Regions from separate parts of the Gossypium hirsutum genome. Here region 2 is linked to region 1. Evidence: chromatin contacts called from public Hi-C data. All regions are on one chromosome and are shown on one strand. Each heading gives the region's core, a stretch centred on a gene start, on an enhancer-like site or on the middle of the called end of the contact. The rest is flanking DNA. Distances are from core to core; before and after follow the strand shown.

Region 1 (5,608 bases), core at 851-3,350:
GCTATAGTTAATTGAGCAACAGTTTCACTGACTTAATTTCTGTTGCGGATCATGTGTTTGTACTTTGTAGATTACATTACTGAGCTTCAACCCCCGAGGGGGAGTCATGATGAGTGGCACCTAAACAGCAAATGCTGCGAATTTCAGTTCATACTTTCATAATCCCAGATGATCGCTGCAGACATCATATAATATCAAAACCCCCAGAATGCCATTTGGTTTGAATTCTTAATGCACCGGCACCACGGTATGTGATCTGTGATCTAAAATCAACGTAAACGGCCCTCGTTTTCCGGTCATTGCCAGCTATCTAGTTGTAAGTTTATGAGAAAACGTTTAGTCATGTATTAGTTTATAGTTGAGAAAACTCGAAATTCAGAAACTGGGGATTGTTGGGGGGGTCTGAAGCAAATTGTGACAAAATACGATGATATTTTTATTACTCTATTTTAAACTCTGGATTTGATTGTTTAAGTTGCAAAAGATTTGAATGCTAGGGCAATACGGTCAATATGTTCGTTGTTCAAGCTCAGCCCCTTCAAAAAGCGGGTTTTACTTTTTAAAATTAATAAAATATTTTTTGTGGATATTTTATATATTTTTTATTAAGTAAAATTTTTTAATATTTATTTTTTATTATGTAAATTGAATTTGGGCTGGGCTGGTTGAATCGGGTCCAGGTGAAAAATCCCCATTTAATTGTGAAATGGTACATTTTCATTCGCATAATGTAAATTTTAAAGCTAAATCTCGTATGCATGTATAATTTTTATGAAACGTATTTGAGAGTGTCACTCAAGTCAGGCTGGGTTGGGCAAGTCATTTGGCCCTTGAACAGGACTACACATAAATCAATGTTTTTTTATTGGCTTTAATGATTTAGTTTGTATTTGGTTTTATGTGACTAGTTAGATCATTGATGATCAATTTAATTAGTCAATTCGATTAGATTTTAACATTATTTATCCTAACTTAAATTTATTTAGTCAAAACTTTGAAAATTTTGTTTGAGATGATTTAACTTGCAAAATTATCACATGATTTAAACTTGAAACCAGCTTGACACATGTAATTGGTCGGAAAATTATCCACTTAATTTATTGGAAATAATTTTCCACTTAAATGATTGATTAATTATGGCAAAAAAAAATTAATTAATTTAATTTATGATATTCTGTTTTTGGTTTCATAGGGTTTAGAGGACCCTAAGTTTAGGCATGTGCATTCCAAATAAATTTATTGATTAATTTTTAATAAATATCTTTATCCCTTGACACAGAAGGGATCATATACAAATAAAATTTCTTTTTCCTTAATGAAAAATAATAAAATAATTATTACTTAACATCACTTTTTTTTATTTGACTTAAAACACAAGCAAAGAATGCTTAATAATCTTAAAAACACTATAGACAAAATTTAAGGATGGATTCAGATTTGTCAAATATATTCAACATCGCTTTGCTATATGTCTTATCTAACTTTAATTGCACAGCCTCCCTAATATATTCAACATTGCCCACCACTAGGGTTAGTATAACTTTTAGTACTTAAGCTTCATTTTGATACTTATATTCTTTTTAGCTCACTTTGATATTTAATTTTGGTCCTTGTGTTTGGTATATGTAAATGTCTGATAACGTGACGCTTTGAGATTGTGCCATCCTATTACCTAAAAATTTTAAAAAATATATTTCTTTTTAATTTTCAAGTGATGATAGGTACGATTGTTGGAGTGGACCGGCCAAACATATTGGACCAGAAATCGACTAGGATACTACTTTGGACAAAAAGTTGAATTGACTTTTGAGCGAACCACTCGAAATCAATCGAATGGGCTAAAACTGGATTGATCAGTTGAATCGTGAACTAGTGGTCTAACTAATTCGAACATCAATTATATTTAAAAACTTTGATAACATGGCACAATCTTAAAGTGTTGAACCCTCAAATCTTTAAGAATCCAAGGTCAAGGAACTAATTACCAAGTTTAAATATAAAAGTAAACCAAAAGGAGTATAAATATCAAAGCGGACCTAATTGAGAAGTTCAGGGGCTAAACATTATATTAACCCTATATATATATCTCATATATGGCTTATTGTTGCCGCCAGCTATGTCTCTCGTGTCGTGTGGAGAAGTGGTTCATATTCTAGTAATTCTCGATTTCTATATTTTTTCCCTGTTAAACTATTTGGTTATTATTATTATTATTATTATTTTTTGTGTTTGGTAAACTAAAAACACTAATGGTCAATTATTTTACAGTCGTTTCTTTTGATAATTTCGTACTTTTATCCTCATCTATTCATTAACATGCTTACATGCATCTCTGATAAGTTTCCTCTACCTAATCCCATTGAAAAACTATTCTTTTAAACTATTTTTCCTTTTTTTTGAAGCATTTTTACTTGTGAAGCTTCCATTGATGGAGAAACAAAGAAGTTTCTCATTGAAATCCACTAGATTCTTAGTGTTTTCTTTCACAATTTCTTCTTCTTTAATCTTCTTGGTTCTTTTATTTACTTGGGTCATCAAATCTAACCCTTCAATCCATCGAGAAACCCATTTTCAGTTCAATAAACCACTTTTTAATCATAAACCCATAACCATAGAGAGCTCAAGTAGTTTCAGTAGCAATGGTTCTTTACAGAGTGTAAACCATTCGACCCATTTTTTGAAACCTGAAAATGAATCTAGGTCTGTAAAATTTTCAGTTTTTAAGCAGATCCAGAGACAAGAAAGTGAAGGTGAAGTTGTAGAAGATGGTGATGGTGATGGTGATGGTGATGGTGAAATTGAGGATGCTGAAGAGGATACACCTGCACCTACAATGGAAGAAGACATTGAAGTTGATGATAAACTTGAGCTTCTAAAGGAACACAAAGAACTGAAGATGACAAAAGTGAGTTCAGTTGATGAATTTAAAGCTCAAGGTGATGGGAAAATGGAGGAGAAGAAGATGAATGGCTGTGATGTAACGAAGGGGAAGTGGGTTTACGATGAGAGCTATCCACTCTACACAAATGGATCATGTCCTTTCATTGATGAAGGTTTTAATTGTGGCACCAATGGAAGGCAAGATAAGGATTACATGAAGTGGAAATGGCAACCACAAGACTGTGATTTTCCTAGGTAAAAAGATTGATTTACTTGATACTTTCTTGGATATTGTTGAAGGTGGATTCCTTTAAGAGAAGTTTTGAATGTGTCGATTATTTAATGCCGTTCTGACCCCAACAATGGAAGATAAGGTATGCTTGCTTCGGTAGATCACGGGAGATAAAGTTCCCACCAAAAAGATACCTGACATTGTTGGGGTTTGGCCGATTATCCGGCATAAGATAGTTCGAAAACTTCTCCTAAAGGTCGACCTTCCTCAAAGAATCTAGCAATTGATGCAAGCAAAGACTCTTTCTTTCTTCTTTTTTATGTAGGTTCAATGCTGCAAAAATGCTGGATTTGATCAGTGGGAAAAGACTGGTCTTTGTGGGGGATTCAATTAATAGAAACCAATGGGAATCCATGCTTTGTATGTTAATGTCAGCTGTAAAAGATCCTAAGAAGGTCTATGAAACTCATGGAAGAAGAATCACCAAAGAGAAAGGGAATTATAGCTTCAAATTTGTGGTAATTTAATTGATTGTTTAAAGTTCAATGAACTTGTTCATATGTTTGAAAATTTGAGGCATAGTTGAATTATTGAGGTTGTTTTTCTTTGCAGGATTACAAATGTACAATTGAATACTATGTTTCTCATTTTCTAGTTCATGAAAGCAAGGCAAGAATAAGGCAAAAACGGAGGCCGACTTTACGGATCGATGCCATCGATCACGGTTCTTCTAAATGGAAAGGAGCTGATATTGTGGTCTTCAACACTGCACATTGGTGGTCTCATTTCAAAACAAAAGCCGGGTTAGTTCCATTATCGAACTGTGGCTCTTCCAGTCTTGTCATGTATGGTTTTCAATCTTGCATTGACTGTAAGCTAGGGAAGTTCAAACAAGGTTGTCTGAATGTTTAGTTCCCTTGTAAGAATTAGGATGACATCGTTGTGATAGTGAGCTAAACATTTATATATCCTTCTATTGGGTATTTTTTTTTATATTTTAGGATCAACTATTATCAAGAAGGGAACCAAGTACATCCCAAGCTTGATGTTTCCACAGCTTTTAGAAAAGCTTTGATGACATGGGCAGGATGGGTTGATAGACACATTAATCCGAGGAAAACCCGAGTTTTCTTTCGGAATTTGGCTCCGTCCCATTTCAGGTTTGCTGCTGTTCTACGCTTTCCCTTTAACATCTTGGATCAGCCGACCTAAAACAAAGAAAATAACATCTACTTTTATCGGTTACAGGGGAGGACTATGGAATTCAGGCGGCCATTGTATGGAAGCTACTTGGCCTCTTAATGACACTTCAGGCATGGAATACCCTGAGAAGAACAGAATTGTGGAAGAGGTCATTTTGCAGATGAAAACTCCGGTAACGTTACTGAATGTAACCGGTGTATCTGCGTATAGAATCGATGGTCATCCGTCAATATACGGGAAAAAACCAGGGACTCGTTACTCTTCCAACATTCAAGATTGTAGCCATTGGTGCCTTCCCGGTGTTCCAGATACATGGAATGAAATTTTGTTTTTCCATTTGCAATCCAAAGAAAAATCCAAGTATCACTCAAAAATTAGATTGTGATCTTTTTAACACATATTATTCTTTTAATTATTTTTACCTTGTAATATTGTGAAATATCATGCAAAATGTAATATTTTAGGAGATATCTTTTCAAATGCGATTTGAGAATATTTAACTGAGGTTAATTTTTGTTGATTCCTCTTTGAAAATGTGTTAAGCCTTGCTCTGGTGATTTTACACTGCTCTCAACCTTTGGGTTTGGTCCTTTTGAAAGGTTGAACTTTTTTTTTTTAAATAGAACGAATTGATATTTTATCTTAGCAATGCAATTTAAAAAATTTATTTTACAAGCCCTTTTAGAGCCTTTTAGAGCAAATTAATCCTTTCAAGTTAACTATAAAAATCGAGATTTAATAATTGTACATTTTAATTGACAAAATTGTAAACAATTACTTTTATTATAGTTTTTTTATCATATAAGCTCTTTATGATATAATAACTAAAACTACTCATAACTCTTTCTAAGCTCTTAATTAGGAAAATAATGTGTTTCAGCATACTTGAACACATGACCTCTGATAATAATGTCGATGTCAATTGTAAACATTTTAAAATGTTCATTTGTCATGTTGTAAAATAACCATGAAAAAATAATATTTTATTGTTTAAGCTTAAAGATAGATTTAGCTACTAACATTTACATGTTTTGTCAAGATAGCTCAAATTATATTTTTGAGTCTTTTGTTGCCATCAACCTTTGTTCTTTTTTTCAATTTATTTTTTTCTAACAAATTTAATGAATAAATTCAATATTTCAATCTTCCATATATTTGTTTACTGAGAAATTTTTCTACTGAGTTAATTTTTTTAGATAATTATACTTATTTTTTTAAATTAAGAGTTGTTTTTAAATTTAATGCATTATTTATTTCATTATTTTCCATATTTAATTATCTTATTGTGTTATC
Region 2 (5,765 bases), core at 410-2,909, 290 kb before region 1:
TGGCACCAATACGAGGGTCGTTTTTAGCGAAAGAAACATCGATAGGCCCACCTGACATTAAAACCAGTACCGTCGGACCCTTGGAAGCCTTGGCTACTTTTGAAACAAGTTCCTGTTGGCGCCCTGGCAAAAGCAACCCTGTTCTATCTCTGAATTCTGCTTCAATCGATTGATCGAGCCCCATTACTAGAACTGTCGCGTCTGCTTGACGAGCAGCATCAATCGCAGCACTAAATAACTTGTCATCTCAACAAGCAACATTGGCACATCCGAGTTGGTGAATCGTTTTCACATAGTTCCCTATTCCTTGCAAAGGAGAAGTGTATCCACAAGCAACACCTAATCATTAAACATTAATACATAAGTTCAATTGTCCATATCCCATTAACAACAAAGGGAAACAAAATCATTATCATAATGGTGTACCAGCATAGTTTCCAATCATGCTAACAGTAGCATCGGAATTAGGCCCAATAACGGCAACTGTTCGGTGACGTCGATGAGACAAAGGCAACGAAACACCGCGGTTTTTAAGCAAAACAATCCCCTGTCTCGCAGCTTCCAACGCTAGCTCTTGGTTCGAAGGAGTGCACACGTCTTTCGGTCCTAACTTCCCAAATGGTTGCACAGACGACTCACCATCGAACATACCGAGTCTCATTTGAACTCTAAGGGTATTAACTAAAGCATTATTAATATCAACCTCATTCAACAACTTTTGTTTCACAGCATCTTCACTATGTTGTGCCAAAAATGGTCCACAATCCAAATCCAAACCAGCTTTAATGGCATCAGCAGCTGCTTGTTCCGGTGTTGTTGTGTAATGTTGGGTATTATAAAACACACCAACTGAATCACAATCCGAAACAATGTACCTGTAAAAACCAGACCAACATGAAAAACAGGGATCATTAAACTGATATGTCTTAAAATGATTGACTTACCCATCGAGTTTCCATTGACCTCGTACTGTGTTTCGCAGGAGATTAGGATCGGCACAGGTAGGGACACCATTAACTTCATTGTAAGAGCACATAACACTGGCTACATTGCCATCTTGTACACACATTTTGAAGGGTACATCAAATGTGTCCTCTATGTCTTGTTTGCTTACCTGCATAAACGTGTGAGAACCCACGTGAGAATCGAACAAGCCTGTCTTATTTTATTATTATAAATCTTTCCCTTTGTTTCATTGTCTGAATTTTTATTCTGGAAGGAACTGGAAAAAAGCAGAGCATTTGGATAAAAAGATTTAATATATTTAAATGATATCAGACAAAGATTTAATTTAGACAGTCGAGAATATGCCATCCTTTGTGGTCCATATTTCAGCTTTCTTTATTCAAATTCACGATATTATTGTTTTATAATTGGTTCGTTTTATTTCACCATTTATATCGTTTCACTATAGATTATAATATCAAAAATCATTTATCATTTTTATAGGTGTTAGATGTATTCATTTCCGTTCCATCCCGTTTTAATTTCAATTTTAATAATATTAGTGAAAATTAAATTATAATAAAAAATAAAAATGAAGCAAGGTGGTTGAGGAGAAAATTGATTATTCCAGCTGGTAAAATCCCAAGGTTGGCCCCATTCACCTACATCTTGAAAACTACAGCTACATTTTCCAAGGTGATCTTATCACGAAAAATTAATTGTCACTATTTACAATATCCATACCCCCAGTCCAATAATTGCACTACACCCATCAATATCATATGAAAGTTATAAAACTAATAAAGTACATATCCTAGTAAAAAAGCTTAATAGTAAAATTGCTTGACAGATCCTTATATTGTAAGAATCTTATCAAATTAATCCATTTACTATTAAATGGATCCCTTTAATCCTTGCCCTTATAGTTTTGTAAATGAAAAAGTGATCAATTATAAAAATAAAGAGCGACTTGTTATGATATTTTACCAAAAATTGAACTGACCTGTGCATTAAAGTGGAACCTATCAACACCATTCCAGTTATCGAGATCATAGGCAGTGAAGTGCTTACAACACGCCGCCACTTTCAACCTATCACCGTCATTTCCCTGTAATCCCTTCACGTAATAGGCTGCATATGTACCGGCCAGAACCGGATCTTCACCAGGCGTCTCCTGTCCACGGCCCCACGTGGGTCCCTAAATATGTTGACATTCGGACTCCAGTACGTGAGTCCAGCTGATCCACCGTTGTACATAGCCCTTGCCTCATCCGACACCACCTGCCGCCGCCCATCCCATAAAACAAATTAATTATTTATTTGTGGTAAAATTACGCTTGCAAGTTGCCTGGAATGCTATCCAATAATAATGATTCCACTTGCAAGATTGATGATTTTGTGAACCAATCATAACACTGTGAAATGAGCAAATTGCGAGACATGGATCTTACCTTCTTTGTCTTGGAGTTCAAGAAAAGCATAAAGCTAGCCATGACGTTTATAATCTTTAATCTATTTGTATCAAAGTGTGAAACACAAATATCTAATATATATTTAAAAATTTAGTATATATTATTTTTAATATAATGTTTAAAATTATTCATAATTTTTAATTTATAAATAAAAAAATAATATACTTTAATATATTCGAATCTATATCTTTTTATATAAATAATAATACATATATTAATTAAGTTAAGACTCAGTCATCAAATTTAAGTGATGATGATAGCTTTATGGATAATATTACTTCATCTAATAGTACTGAGGTATGACTGTCTGTCAAAGTATAGTGAAATATAAAAAGAAATTAAGCATATTGCAATTTTTTAAATCCACAATTGAGGAAGCTGACATATCTACCATACTAATAGAAGAGGCTATGTCATACAAAGTTAACTTCTCAATAGCTCATAAAATTATCATTCAATCCACTTGTCACCTTTCTTTTTCTAAAATAATTCTACATATACCCAATAATTATCATTATCGGTCTAAAATTTAATTAGTTTGCGTTGAATTATAATGAGTGTATAGATCGAGTTAATTTTTTTGTGAGATTATGTGTATAAGAACTTATAAATATATGTCTATAGGCATAAAAGCTACTAAACATATCATGTCAATGAATAATATTTATATTATATAAATATATAGATCTCGAAAAACAATCAACAATATTATTTTAATTTTTTTAATCTTTAAGATGACAAAAAGAATAAGAACTTACTAGTCCAATAGCTTCCCATAACGTAGCATTGAAAGAAGCAGCAGTCGTGATTACTTGAGGGAAGCTAGTTGCACCAGGGAATGCCCCACCGAACTTAGTCCCAGGACCCACATCAGAGACCCCATGAAGAGCTTCCGACCACCATTCGTACCCTTTGATCCCCAACCGTGGAATTGGTGCCGCACCGTTTATCAACAACCTTACTTTTTCTTGCAACGTCAACCTCCCTACAAGGTCATTCACTCTATCCGACATCGGCATCGAAACCTTGCAAAAAGGAAAGCCAGCCGTCACCGCATCTTTCGGGTCACAAGCAAATGGATCAACGGCTTCACCAAAAGCACACAAGAGAAGAAGGGAGAGGATAATGAATTGAGGTGGTGAAGGCAATGTGAGGCTGCCAATACCCATTTTCGTTTTTCTGAAATTGAAAGTGGGTTATTATTTATGGTACAAAGGCTAATGTAGGGGAATTGTATGGTATTTATAAAGGTGGAAACTTTGGGCTAAACAATGGCAATTGGTAATGCAATGTAATGGGACTTAACTTTTTGATCATTACATGCCATGCCCACATGTTATCTTTTAACTGCTAAAGTAAAACATTTTTATTTATTTTCTCAACAGATTTAAGGAAAAAAAAATATTAATTACTTGAATATTTTAGTTTTTAGTTCTGAATTTTATTTATGGGCGCCGTAATATGTCACATAACATTAGTTAAAATAATTTTTATTTTAAAAAAAAAGGTGGGAAGGAGTGATGTTTTTGAAAGTGAAAAAGTCTCATGTTGCCACTGACAGATTCTTTTTATTTATTAAGATTTCACCGTTTGTAATTTTTTAAACAAAAAGAGATTTACGTCCAATTTTTTTTATTATCATTTTAAAATGAAAATAAATAATAGAATTACTGATTGAGTATTAACTTAATTGATATGAATATTGTTATTAGTATAAGATAATGTGATTTTGAGTGTGCTGAAGCGCAATATCCTCCTATTTAAGGTGAGCGCTTGATCAAATCGAGTGAAAAAATTTCGAGTTCACGAGTCTTATTTTATCGTCCTAACTTAATTTGAAAATTTTTTGAATCAAGTGAAATTGTTCGAGTTAAATTAAAAAAAATTAAACATGTCAAAAAAAATTGTTACAATATAACTAATTTCATATTAGAGCACATAAATCTGAAACCATATATATTTTTTAAAAAATTCAAAGCAAAATAAAAAAAATAAGATATTTAAAAATTTGAATCATTAATTAGGTCCCAAAATTATTATTTTAGAAATTTTTTAAAATTTTAAGTTTTTTATATATTTTTATAATTTTTTTAAAATATAAAATTTGAAATTTTTATAAATATTTTGAATTTTGAAAATTATTTTGATTTTTTTTGTAACTTTTGTTGTGAGAGAGACCAATTTGTTTATTTTCAAAGTTGATAGAGATTAAAAGGGTATTTACACCAATTTATTATTTGAATTATTCGAGTTATTCAAATTGTAAAATTTAACTCAACTTGAACTCAAAACTCGAATTGAGTTATTTGGATTGACTTATTTGAATTGACTCAAATAATTCAAATAACTCAATTTGATTAACTCAAAATTTAAAAAAAAAATTCGATTTTTTCGAATCGAATCAAATTTTGTTCACCCACACTCCTATTTATATAGGTTGGGAGGGGCTACGAATATTTATAAACATTGTATTAAAAAAATAGAATTAATCTAAAAATAACAAAATAATATTTTTTTATAAAATAAAACATCCATTGATGAAAGAGAGTTATAACTTAGAAGCATACATGAATATAAGAAAATCTGAGTTAAAAACCCTAATTGTGGATTAGGAGACTAAAATATTACTAATAATTTAAATATTTAAACTTCACATGCGAAATATAATATGACTAGAATTATATTTATTAAAAGATATCTATCACATCTTAAATCGATTTATGGAGTATTTTATTTTACAATAATAAATATTTTTTTCATATATGAGAAAATTTGTTACCAAATCATTGAATTTATAGAGAAAGTACCAAGCAAAAGAGCTTGGCTTTGAAGAGAGGTCAAGCTATAATAATTAACAAACATTTACTAATTACTACTCCAAACAACATTCATTCCATAATAATTAACCACTAAACCCACCCGAAAGTTTTTTTTTTGGGGGGTTAACAAATTAATATCTTTTTTTCTCTTAGTAATTAATTTTTTTTTCAACCAAAAAAAGTTTCACATTTTCCACCATTTTTATATAATTATCAAATTAATTATGGGTAAATTATAAAAGTAGTCACTTTTGTTTGCCTCAAATTACATTTTAGTCACTTACGTTATCGTTTTGTTACGAAGTGGTTACTCTACCGTTAAACTCCGTTACCTCCCTAATGATAGTCCTATGTGGCAATCCAAATGAGTTTTAAATACCTACTTGAATATTTAGCTGTTGGGATGAAATTAGGTTTTCAATTAAATTTAAATTTAATTTGGACTGCCATGTAAGACATCCAAGTTAACATTTAAAACCCATTTGAATTACCACGTAGGATCGCCATTAGAGAGGTAACGGAGCTTAAC

The links. Hi-C and Micro-C count contacts between places; a contact is called where the count stands out from the background.
Region 2: a contact with region 1 is called in a Hi-C map of leaf, with 1.9 times the contacts expected there. The contact joins the enhancer-like site here to the promoter of LOC107940571 in region 1. A contact is called at or near these places in 2 of 34 Hi-C or Micro-C datasets (both in leaf).

The regions. Positions count from the first base shown.
Region 1 is chrA12:84,703,935-84,709,542 of Gossypium_hirsutum_v2.1, reverse strand. It overlaps LOC107940571 (protein trichome birefringence-like 6), which reads left to right and starts at 2,100. Exons shown (of 5, transcript XM_016874015.2): 1 at 2,100-3,135; 2 at 3,438-3,630; 3 at 3,725-3,915; 4 at 4,114-4,272; 5 at 4,361-4,825. The coding sequence starts at 2,429. The coding sequence ends at 4,700. It also overlaps the pseudogene LOC107940570.
Region 2 is chrA12:84,988,750-84,994,514 of Gossypium_hirsutum_v2.1, reverse strand. It overlaps the pseudogene LOC107925522. Among protein-coding and RNA genes, the nearest start is that of LOC107925622, 12 kb to the right of the region's middle. Within about 2 kb of position 1,659, at least 6 of the 9 cell types and tissues checked have an H3K27ac peak or open chromatin away from gene starts, as enhancers often do. A contact at or near this core is called in leaf, where this site is marked.